Regions from separate parts of the Gossypium hirsutum genome. Here all the other regions are linked to region 1. The links are chromatin contacts, called in public Hi-C maps. All regions are on one chromosome and are shown on one strand. Each heading gives the region's core, a stretch centred on a gene start, on an enhancer-like site or on the middle of the called end of the contact. The rest is flanking DNA. Distances are from core to core; before and after follow the strand shown. Region 1 holds the start of LOC107886611. Region 2 has its middle 19 kb from the start of LOC107886603. Region 3 holds the start of LOC121220277 (WAT1-related protein At5g40210).

Evidence for each region. Hi-C and Micro-C count contacts between places; a contact is called where the count stands out from the background.
Region 2: a contact with region 1 is called in a Hi-C map of leaf, with 2.0 times the contacts expected there. The contact joins the enhancer-like site here to the promoter of LOC107886611 in region 1. A contact is called at or near these places in 2 of 34 Hi-C or Micro-C datasets (both in leaf).
Region 3: a Hi-C map of leaf shows a contact between it and region 1, with 1.6 times the contacts expected there. The contact joins the promoter of LOC121220277 here to the promoter of LOC107886611 in region 1. A contact is called at or near these places in 2 of 34 Hi-C or Micro-C datasets (callus and leaf).

The regions. Positions count from the first base shown.
Region 1 is chrA03:99,620,599-99,624,429 of Gossypium_hirsutum_v2.1, forward strand. LOC107886611 reads right to left here and starts at 2,039. Exons shown (of 3, transcript XM_016810636.2): 1 at 413-2,039; 2 at 153-256; 3 at 1-73. The coding sequence starts at 1,268. The coding sequence ends at 20.
Region 2 is chrA03:100,279,586-100,283,472 of Gossypium_hirsutum_v2.1, forward strand. No RefSeq gene overlaps it. Among protein-coding and RNA genes, the nearest start is that of LOC107886603, 19 kb to the left of the region's middle. Within about 2 kb of position 2,291, at least 2 of the 9 cell types and tissues checked have an H3K27ac peak or open chromatin away from gene starts, as enhancers often do. A contact at or near this core is called in leaf, where this site is marked.
Region 3 is chrA03:100,362,368-100,366,344 of Gossypium_hirsutum_v2.1, forward strand. LOC121220277 (WAT1-related protein At5g40210) reads left to right here and starts at 1,454. Exons shown (of 7, transcript XM_041099924.1): 1 at 1,454-1,899; 2 at 2,001-2,066; 3 at 2,155-2,268. The coding sequence starts at 1,727.

The sequences.
Region 1 (3,831 bases), core at 789-3,288:
ATAAGAGTAGCAACCCTCTTCATAGAATCAGCAAAAGAGACCCAGGAATTTTTAGAAAATTTAAATCTGTTACCTGAACATTTTAAGGTTTTGTTAAGCTTCCAACCACCTTTAGAAACAGACTTTTTAGTAATCTGACTTTTACAACCCACCTTAACAAGATTACTACCAGCCGAATCTCTAGTCTCCAAAGATCTTTTATTATTAAACACTACTGCTAAATGATTTCCAGCATCCAACACTCCTTCTTTCACTTCTACATTCACAAAAGAATTTTCTTCAAATATAGGATTATAAACCACTACATGATCTGCCTGTTTAATAGAAGGAAATTCGTGCTCCATTCGGCCTTAACCTGTTACAATACTAAGATGATAATTTAAATTAGAGGGAAAATTAGAACCCGAATTACCTACAATTAATGGCCTGGACATAGCTTCAGCTGATGTCATAGGTACTTGCATGATGCTAAGCTCGTTAGGATCAGTTTCTAAACGGTTTTTCGAAGATTGAAGCTCCAGCTGTAGTCCACTAGACCCACTACCATGAGTCTTTCCATTATTGGACGAAGCAGGTGGATTAGCTGTACTTAAAGCTATCGGGTTCTCCAAGCCCTTCTTATTCACACCCGTGGAGTGGGCAATCATTTCAGTGTTGGACTTAGATGATCGGGCCTGTCCCTTTTGAGGCTTAATAATAGGCCAGTTCAGATTGGCTTTATTAAGACTGTTCCCTACAACTTTCCTACCTGTAATCACATTAACATCAGAGTCAATTAATATTCCTTTATTTTTACTTTCCAGTGACGATTTAGGGTTCTTTGTAGATTCTTGCTCCAAGGAACTTATCTCCAAACCTGCCAAAGAATGGAAACGTAATCCCGAATTTTCTTCTTTTTTCAAATTGTTACATTTCTTCGCACCTTCCAAATTTCCACGTCTAGATTTCCACTCCACCAACATCCAAGGCCCATATTTTCCTTTTTCAGTCGTTGCAGTCGCTACAGTAGCCTGCTTCGATGGACCCTCATTCTCGACTGCCCCTATAGACGAAATAGTCAACGAGCATGTTTCATTAGTATGACCGTAACGACCACACTTAAAACACATAACAGGTAATTTTTCATATTCTATTCTTTGCGGATTATCGTTGATGAGAATCCTAGAGATCAAAGGCCTCCCAAAATTAACAAACACTGCGATACGAGCGTATCGTCCCCTTGCCCTACTATCCGTGTTGATATCCAGCTTTGTAATCTTGCCAATCATACTCCCAATTTCCAAGAGAATCTGTCTTTTATACAGGTGACTAGGAAGTCCAGGGAAACGAATTCAAGTTTGGATCAAGTTAGGATAAGGAAGATTGGAGTTAAAGTCGATCGACCATGGCTAGACAGTAAGATAATGGCCGAATATAACCCACGGCCCCTGGGAGAGTACCTGGTCATAATCAATAGAATTCTGAAATTTTGCAAAGAAATAACCATTTTCAATGTTCATTAATTGAACTGGTTTCGACGGTCTCCAAATCCCATAGAGTTTATTTTGTAGTGTTGAAATTCCAATATTCCTGCCCAGCATCTTGAGAATAATCGAAGTAGACATTTCCTTCTCCAGGATCTAGTACACTATATCAAAGAAGTCTATAGAGGGGACACCATCTACAATAGACTTCTTCACATCCTGATTGGAAAGAAAAAAACTATCAGCAGCAAGCTGGACTTCGTTCTTGTGATCCTGGTTGAGATTATCCTTCCCCAATAACTTGTCCTTCCACGACAACGGAGACACTGGTAAAGGATCCACCACCATCACATCCTCCAGGGCCGCATCCGTGTCCTTAAAACGAACTTTCTTTGTATTTGAATCTTCAACAATGGAGATATATTCTCCATTCCCATTCGCAAAGCTAGCAGAAGAAGTCGAGAGCATTTTTCCAACCTTTATTAAAATCTTTTTTTATATTTTTTTATTTTCATCCTCTTGTTATCCTAATATTAAACCCCTATTTTCTCTAAATTATGACTTTGAAGATTTATTAGTAAAAGTAAGTATTATATAAAAAATTAATTAAATTGAACGGGTTGGATTTTATACATTGTAGTTAATCATAACAAGTAGTTTTGATTAATATCAGTTTGTATTGTTGTATACCAACTTACTAATTAACACGATATTTTAATATTTGAAATTAATTTTTATAATTACATAAAAATTTATATATAACCATTTAATTAATTTATTGAAATTAATATATATAACCATTTAATTAATTTATTGAAATTAATTAATAATTTTAAATTTTTATTTGTATATAAATATATTATATGTGTTTATATAATTGTTGAGTAATTTTCTGTGTATCTTATTAAAGGGAATATTCGAGTATTTATACATATTATTACTGTTCATGATTTGACTCCATTGTTCATGGACTTGACCCCACTATTCATAGGATTGATATTTTGAACAGGCATCGGGCATGTTGAACATGTGTATCGTTCTGGGTCGCCTCTTAGGCCTCACGGTCCCCTATGTGTAAACTCTTTGGGTATATCCGAGCTAGGGCCGCGAACTCCTCTCAGCCCATGCGAGCTGATATTGTGAGCTCCCCTAGATGTCTCTTCGTTGTACACCTCACACATCTGATAGAGCTTGGCCGGGACACTGGTAGACGACCCAGATCTTACCTAGGTTTCGTATTGGTGATAATTGGTGTACAGCAATAATATATAAAAAATACCTATAAATTTAAAATAATACACCGAAAGATACCGATAGCACGCATCGCTATCTAAATAAAAACGATACATCTACTTATATAATACTTATTATCTTAATTTCCCAGAAATAAAATCTTCTAACAAAGTCTTTTGGAATTACTCTTGTAAAATTGGCATAAGAAGATTTTTTAATTTTGCCATACTTTTGAAAATATTTGTTAAAAAAAAAACAACACATGATGTTCATTAATAAATAAAATCAAGTTATGTATAACCTAACTTGCTGTTGTGAGCCATATTTATATTTAGGAGTTAGGTTGGTATGCCCAACCAAAAACTTCGAGAGCTAAAAAGTAGATCCAAAACTTCGAGAGCTAAAAAGTAAGATTTTAAAATTATAAATCCACGTGTGTATTAGTACAACTGTGTATTGGATGAGATTGAAAATACTATATTTTAAAAAAATTTACTTAAAAGTCTATTCAATTTGTCCATTTAAAGTTCATTTTCAAATTTATTATTAAAACGCTTATTGTTTATTTAATTATTTATTGCTTTAACACGGGGAAACGTTAAATTTTTGTAAATATTTAAATAATTTCAAATTAAAACAAAGTTAAACATTTATATTTTATTTAATTATTTAGTGCTTTAACACATGTAGACGTTCAATTATTATAAATATTAAAATAAGTTCATAACATAAAAACAACGTCTACTAAAAGTCCCTCTACTTTTCATTTTAATCCCTTTACTAAAATTAAATCAAGATATCATTACAATTTCTCATTAGACTACAAATAATTAGGACAAAATATATAATGCCCCACTAATTTATACATAACTCAACTTGACCTATAAAAAAAACTCGTCCATCCCTCAAAAAATATATGTATTCTTTGAACTATCGTGTTACTAAAAATTTTGTTAAGTATGTATTTTTTTCGGCCACACGATAGTTAAAAAATACATTGATTTGTTGGAGGAAGATGATCAAAGGCGATTTTAAGGGGGCTGGCATGGGCCCCGGCCTCCCTTAAAATGAAAATTTTCCATTTAGGCTCTATAAATTTTTTTAAAATTTTAAATTAGTAAAGGTAAAATTTCAA
Region 2 (3,887 bases), core at 1,041-3,540, 660 kb after region 1:
AATTTATTTTTTTTAAAGAATGTAATATATTATGTTATTTTATTTTTATGCAATATGTAGTTTATAACATAAAAGTACTTAAATTTATAATAAAATAAAATACTATAATGTAAACATTAAAAATATATGTTAAGTTATTTATATAAAAAATTTTAATAAATGAAATATATATTTAATAAATTTAAAATAGTATAAATATTTTTTAAAAATTAAACAATAATATGGGTGAGCCTAAAACAAGTTTAGGTTAAATATGTACAAATATAGATAGGTTTAAGGCTCATATTTTGAACTAGACTAAATTTTAATAAACATAAAATGTATTAATATTATACATAAACTTTACCTAATCCAATCCTACCCACAAACTCCTCCAAAGAAAATAGATAGAGATTTCTTTTGATCCAATGTTTGTTATTTGATTTCAATTATTTTTAAGTTAAATCTGGATAGATTTTAAATAACCCAAAACTCTTTTTATATTTATCTTTTTATTTACGAAAATTTATTTGGAGTCATTATTAAAGCTTTTTCTAGACACGGAAACCATATCATCTCCCATTCCCATTCCAAATATTCTAATGATAAAAAAAGTTGTTTTTTTTATTTAAAGAAAAATATCAAAATTATATATGAATTTTAAATTAATGTGTAATTTGATATAAACTTTGATTTGATATAATTATACACATGTAACTTTAATTATGGATCAAATGTATACATGAAACGTTAATTTTGATTCAATCGTACACATGTAAAAAATAAATACATCAATTTATTTTTATATTAAATAAATATAATTATATACATATACAATATATAAATAAATGTAAAATAACATTGTATCAATTATAAATATTTAATCAAATCAAAATAATATATAAAATTAAATATTATACCAAAATTGATATATAATTTTAACTTTTTTTTCCTTCCAAACTTAAAAGAAAAAACTAATTATTTTCACCACTAAAATTTTAGTTTTGTAAGAGAAGTGAATCTTGGTCAAATCCATCAAAACCACTGGGAATTCTAGCTTTCCAACACAGAGAAAAACTCCAAGACATCACGTGAAGCATCGTGGTCACTATCTAGGACCTAGAAAAACTTGCGTACCCACCTAACTAAATTATAAATATTAAACAATAAAGAAATTTTGATATAAAGAGAAGAGACTGAAAGAAAGACAGTCCCTTTTAGGCACTTTCTCTAACCTTTTCAGCACCGTAAAAAACTCATATTTCCTTTCTTTTTTTTAAAGAAAATTAATCTAAAACTTCAGTAACCCTTGAATTCCTGCCCACACCCAACTTTTGCTTATCATCAATGTAGGAAAAAGGATATTGTACCATATGAACTAGCATCGCTTATATATATATATATGCTCTCATTACAATGCATAACTTATACTTTGATACAATAATCTAATATATTCATATATATGTTCCCACCCCAAAGTTGGGAGAAAATTTTGCCTTAAATTTCTTATTTTCCATGCTGAAGAAACGGAAAGTGGTTGGTCGACTTTTAAGATCACCGACTAGAGTAGTCAATCTATTGGACGATGTAGATGATGGTCCAACTACTCTTATTGTGGATACAGATGTTCAACGCAAGATCTTCTCATTGGAGCTTGTAAAGATTTGGCCATCCTCCTCCCTCTCACCTTCTACTTCACTATCATCATCCATCAACATCACAAAATAAAGTTATCTATGACCAAACAACAAGAAAAGAAAAAAGGAATAGTTCATGTTTAGGGTTTATAACCTCATTTCTTAAGCATAACCCTTTTTGGATCACGTACTTATAATGCAATATTGACCACTTTTTAAGTGACATTTAAGAGGTAAAGTGGAACCTATAGGAAACCAAAACTAAATCTTAAATGACATTGATGGAGCCATGCAAATGTGGCTGTTTGATGTGATTATGGAGGATAAGAAGCCAATTAAACTGTCCCTAATCATAAGAAAGCTTAAATTGAGAGGAGTGAGAAAAAAGGGCTATATGATTGCAGTTGCACCACTTGGGTGGGCTAGCTTTTGATGATGCTAGCTTCTTTAACCAACAGAGTACTGAAAGCGACTCACAATCATGGAGAGATTGAATAGGCATCTAAAGCCCCTTGGTTGAGGACAACACGACTGAGATTTCATGTAAGGGGACTATGGAGATAGAGACATTTGATCAATCAACCAGAAAGTGACCCCCCACCCCTCTGAATTACCCTCTCCTACACAATGCATTACCCTTCTTTTCCCACACATGCACCAACGCATAAACACGCGCCCATACACACACACACACACACACACACTATAATATATATATACACACACAAACGTGGGGTAACTATTTATAAATTGACACAGAAAAAACTCCGTTGAGAAGCTTCAAAAGGACTAACAAAACTGTGACACCATATTGCACATTCTCCCTAACTACCAACCATAGTATGTCTGCGAATTATTCATCATTTTTTTTACCCTTAAGATGTCCCCAACAATGTCATTTCAATGCCAAACAACAGCACTTACTGCTCTGCCATTTTTTTCCTTTCATTTCTTTACAGAAGGGCTTGCACATGGGGGCATGGCCACAATGTAGGCAAGATGCTCTTTGCTCTCTCTTCTCAAAGCCAAAAAAAAAAAAAAAAGCAGGAATATATTGGAATTGGGTATTGGATTTTCCATGTTCATACACATTTTGATTTCTATTGGATGATGAGTCTGATTAGATTCTTTTCTCCCTTCCATCAAAGAAAATCAGGCCCACAAATTGTCAAGCGGGGGTCCTCTATTGGCTATTGATGATTATGATGACGTTTCTCCACTCTTATTAGGTGATAAATATGGTACCATATTACAGTAGTTTCCTCACCGGGTTCGTACCCCAGGATATGCTTATCCAATTCGGCCGGTAAGTTGGTGGACCCATTGGCCCAAACCTGGACCCCCCACTATCCTTTCCTTCTAAGCCCCAAATTCCTTAACCAGCAAAGCAAATCCGAACCCTTCCTCTCCCTTTTCTTGTCCAACTTATGGGCTGGTTTTACGACCATGATTCATTGACATTGGTAGGTAACATAAATTTTTTACAATGGTTTTTTGTCTTCTCAATAAAATATCATTCCCACCATTGAACTTTATTCTACTTTCCAGCTCATTGAACAGACATCATGAGATTGGGAAATCAAGTTTTTAACCCAAAACATTAATTTGGGGTACTTTTTTAAGTTGAAAAAAGAGAAAGGCGGACGTTATTTTTCATGAGCCGGCTAGTAGAAACATTGCAGTTATCATACGTAGCTCAATACAGAAATTGAATAGAATTATGTAGTGTCAAAAGAGTTAGGCAAATTCGAAAGTTTAAAAAGGGGGGACCTACTTCACAAGAAAAGCAGAAGGGGACCTACAACCCCCCCCCCCTTTTTCCCTCAGCTTTAATGCAGGAGCAGAGGCTCCCTTTTCTTTTGTTTCTCTATGCTTTCTTTTATTTGCATTGGTTACTGAAGAGCAAATGGAAACCTACCAATTAGACTCGTAATATTAAACACGATAAATTATTAATATAAAATATAATTGAAAAAATTAATATAAATAAATTAATAAATTGTGATATCAGGATATTACCAATAGTCTATAACTAATGGATTGCAAAAAAAAAAACATCCGTGTCCCATTACTAACGTTCAGAAGCATTCATAAGTTAGATCCCACTTTTAAATTTTTGAAAATTTTACTTAAGTTGGAGCTTGAATAATAAGAAAATTATTCTATTAAAAATTACAATTAAATAATAAGGATCTTTATAATTATATTTAAATTTAGGGTTAATATTTGGTATATATTGACAGCATATTTTTTTATTCTATAAATATTTTT
Region 3 (3,977 bases), core at 204-2,703, 740 kb after region 1:
GAAGAAATCTGAGTGGACATTGTCACACCAAAATCAAGATTTCTTCTTATTGCGAAATGGCTTCTGTTTATGCAAGTACTGCTCGTGGGTGAGGAAGGTCAGTAGGATGGCCGCTTCATTGTCTGTAATTCATAGAGCGACAACATTAGATGTGGATGGCATCTTACATACGTAAGTTTTATACTATTAGTCGCCATAAATTATATGGATGGCAACAAAACTTTTTGTGTTGGGACATAAAACCGAAATATAACACTCCTTCTTGGTAAGTAGCATGGACGATCTCAACCAATAATTACAATGATTATTTTACGATTTTGATTCTTTTTTCCTTCATCATTGCCGTTGTTTATAAAAGTTCTAATACTGTTTTGCTATATATATATATATATTACCAAGACTGAAGGAAGTTACTAATTGGAACTTGGTTAATTATATCAGTCATCACTCTACGGTGTGATTGGAGGACTAGTTGTCACTGCTGTCTGATTCTAGTTTATATCAGGATACATGGATTACCATGATTCTAGTATATATCAAGATACGTGGATAACCTATATGACAATTTGTCCCCATACCAGCTTAATTATAACTTCAGCAATACAAATCTTATATGAAAGCACTGGCTTGCTCAAAAGTCAAAACCCATAAAAACTTCTCAACAAGTTGGCCAATTGCTCTAAAGCAATTGTGAAATGGATGTGAATTATGGTTCTAAATATATTTGTTTTTGGTTATATATATATATAACCAAAAACAAATATATTTAGAACCATAATTCACATCCATTTCACAATATATATCATATGCAATTCTTATATGAAAGAATTGGCTTGCTCAAAACTAACAAATGCTATTATAGTTATTATGTTTATCGTCACCTTATTGATTTTTTCCCCTTGTACATGCAATTCGTAATCATGAGTTTAATCTTTTGATGATTGTGGATCATTCACATTATGATAAATATTCCTAATGAATAAAATTGGAACCATAAGAGACCATTTTTTTTTGTGTAAAAATAAATCATTGTTGTTACAAGTCTCAATAAAAGAAGAGTTAAGGAGAAATAGTGGTATAAAAGATGCCTATTAATGACATTACAAGGTGATGTTTACTATCATGGGATAGTAAACATCACCTTGTAATGTCATTACTATCATAGAGTATGTGAAAGACATGCAGAGTGAGATTCATCCGATTATGTCTTTTGAAAGAGTATAAAGTTGTTATGTTCAAGTCGACTTTATTGATCCATAAAAAGAGTATTTATATTTAGATAAATGTTTACATTAAAAAGTGGATAACCTAACTATAATGAACAGATAATTAATTTCGGGCGATTGAACGATGAATGACACTCCAACAACCAAGAGGTGAAAGACTGTCACCTCCGTCACGTGTTAACAAAAGTTGTCATTTTTATTCAAACCTTAACACATCAATTTTTTATGCGCTGGTCAAGAGCTGAGATTAATCTATTTAAGTGTATGGTGTGTCTGAATAGTGGCCACTGGCCACCAATTTAGGCTCCACTATACGGTACAAAAATGTCATGGACGTGGCATCTTTGAAAAATCCAATTCTTCCCCCTTCCCTCCTTTTTCTTACTTAACATCTCTTTTTCTATATGTCAGGAAAGTGATCCCTTTTATCTTCCGCTTCAAACACCGAATATCACAATCCCCAAAGCAAAAGTCACCCTTAGATTAGAGAGGATAACATAATGTGGGAAAAAAGTGTTACTGCAATAATGGTTGCAACAGAGTTCTTAGAGGTGGGCTTAAACACTGTAAATAAAGCTGCCATGAACAAAGGACTCAGTGATTTCGTGCTAGTATTTTACTCGAACGTTCTTGGCATCTTTATGCTTGCCCCATGTATTATCATCTTCTACAGGTAATAAATTAATTCCATATATATATTATATACAGTTTTTAGCTTCTTGGGTAGCAATGGGAATTGAAATTTGAACCAAGTTATTTATGAATTGATGACAGAAAAAGAAGCCCACCAGTGCTTACTTGGTCTACCATCTGCAAAATTTTCCTTCTAGGCGTTCTCAGGTACGTTTTCCGTTGACTTTGAAATAGAGATAAAAGAAAGGCGGACATGGGGGGATGATGAGAAATTGCTAATCAACATGGGTTTCAGTTATGGAGGACAGATATGCACATATATTGGAATAGGATATGGATCTCCAACTCTGGCATCCGCCATGGCTGATCTTACTCCAGCCTTCACTTTCATCTTCTCCATCATCTCTGGGTGCGCTCTTATTTCTGTTTATTTTCACTGCCTATTTAATTTGTTATGGTCAATGGCTGATGATTCATTCAGATTCATTGATATATCACCATCATTTACCTAGATAATCCTTTATCTGTGGTTTCCTTTTTCTTACTTTTACTTTTCAGTGGCCTATAAAAATGGTACTAGTGGTTCAAGGTTCCCTTCACTCGTGAGATAAGATAATAATGTAGACGAGATGATGGCATTGGGCGATTAAATTTTATTCGCCAAGCCTGTAGAAAGATTTTTTTTTACGAGTTTTACCTTACCCGAATATATTTGATATAATAAATATTATATTGTTTATTATATATATATTAAATAATAATTATATATATTTATATTAAATCACTAATTTAATAACAATTAAATTTATTATTTAAAACCTAAAAAAAATTTACCCAATTAAATAACTCAACCCAAAATATAAAAATTTAAAATTATCTTTAATACAATAAAATATTTATTATATTTATTTGTATTTTTTAATATAATAAAATATTTGTTATATTTATGGTAATTTTTTTAATATAAATATTTTTAATGTGTTAAAAAAAATTATTTTAGGGTTTTTTTAGTGTGCAGTATATATATTTAAAAAAATAAATTAAAACTAATTTAAAAAAGTTACATATGGGCGGACCGAGTCGAACTTGAGTTTTATATTTATTAAATTAGGTCAGATTTGAACAAAAAAAGTAAACTCATTTCTCAGGTTAGGCCAAACTCGAGTTTGAAAATTTGATTTAAATCCTTGCATGAGCCCGACTTGACTTGACCCATAAACATCTCTAGAATAGAATAAAAGAGTAGTTATTAAAGTCTTTTACCCCTCTCTTTATGAAAAAAAACATATAAAAAATGGACTAATTTTGATTGAAATGATAAGATTAAGATTTTAAAAATCTTCAGGTACTCTATTTAAGTCTTGGTTATTTGGATTTAAAGTATTTTTTATAAATTTTATATTAAAAATAAAAGCATTCTCTTAATAATATTTATTACTTTTTAGGATAAATTACACTAGTAGTCATCTAACTATTGGTAAGTTTTTCTTTAGTTTTTTAGGATAAATTTAGCTAATAAATTTATTTTTTCCTTAGTTTTTTAGGTGAAAGGGTGATAAAGAAAAACAAAACCGCAAAAAGATAAAATTACACAATGTGTAAATGTTGAGAGTTAATTTTTTTAGGATCGAGACTAAATTGGTACAATGTATAAATATTGATAGTTAAAGTTGATACTACGCCAATTTTAGAAACTATCACGTCATATTTGTGTTAGCCACCAAAAAAGACAAAATTAAATATTTAGATTATTATTTTATAACTTTTTATAATTGAGTAACTAAAAAATACTTACCAATAATTATGTGACTATAAACGTAATTAATCTTTATTTTTAGAGAAATAATTTTTTTTAATTATTTTCCAAATGTGCTAATGTTCACTTAACTTATTATATAAATTTAGCCAGACATTTTAAGTCATAAATGGATTAATTTGCTTTTCTACTTACAATACAATAGCTTCGCAAGTAATTTAACCTATTGTCTGTTTTTAAATTTTATAAAATTATATAATAAAAATGCTTAGATATTAAATTTTGAAAAAATAATATTAACCGGCCTAAATCTCTAATGCTCGCTTTGGATACCATTTCACCCTAAATTTTTTGAATAAAAA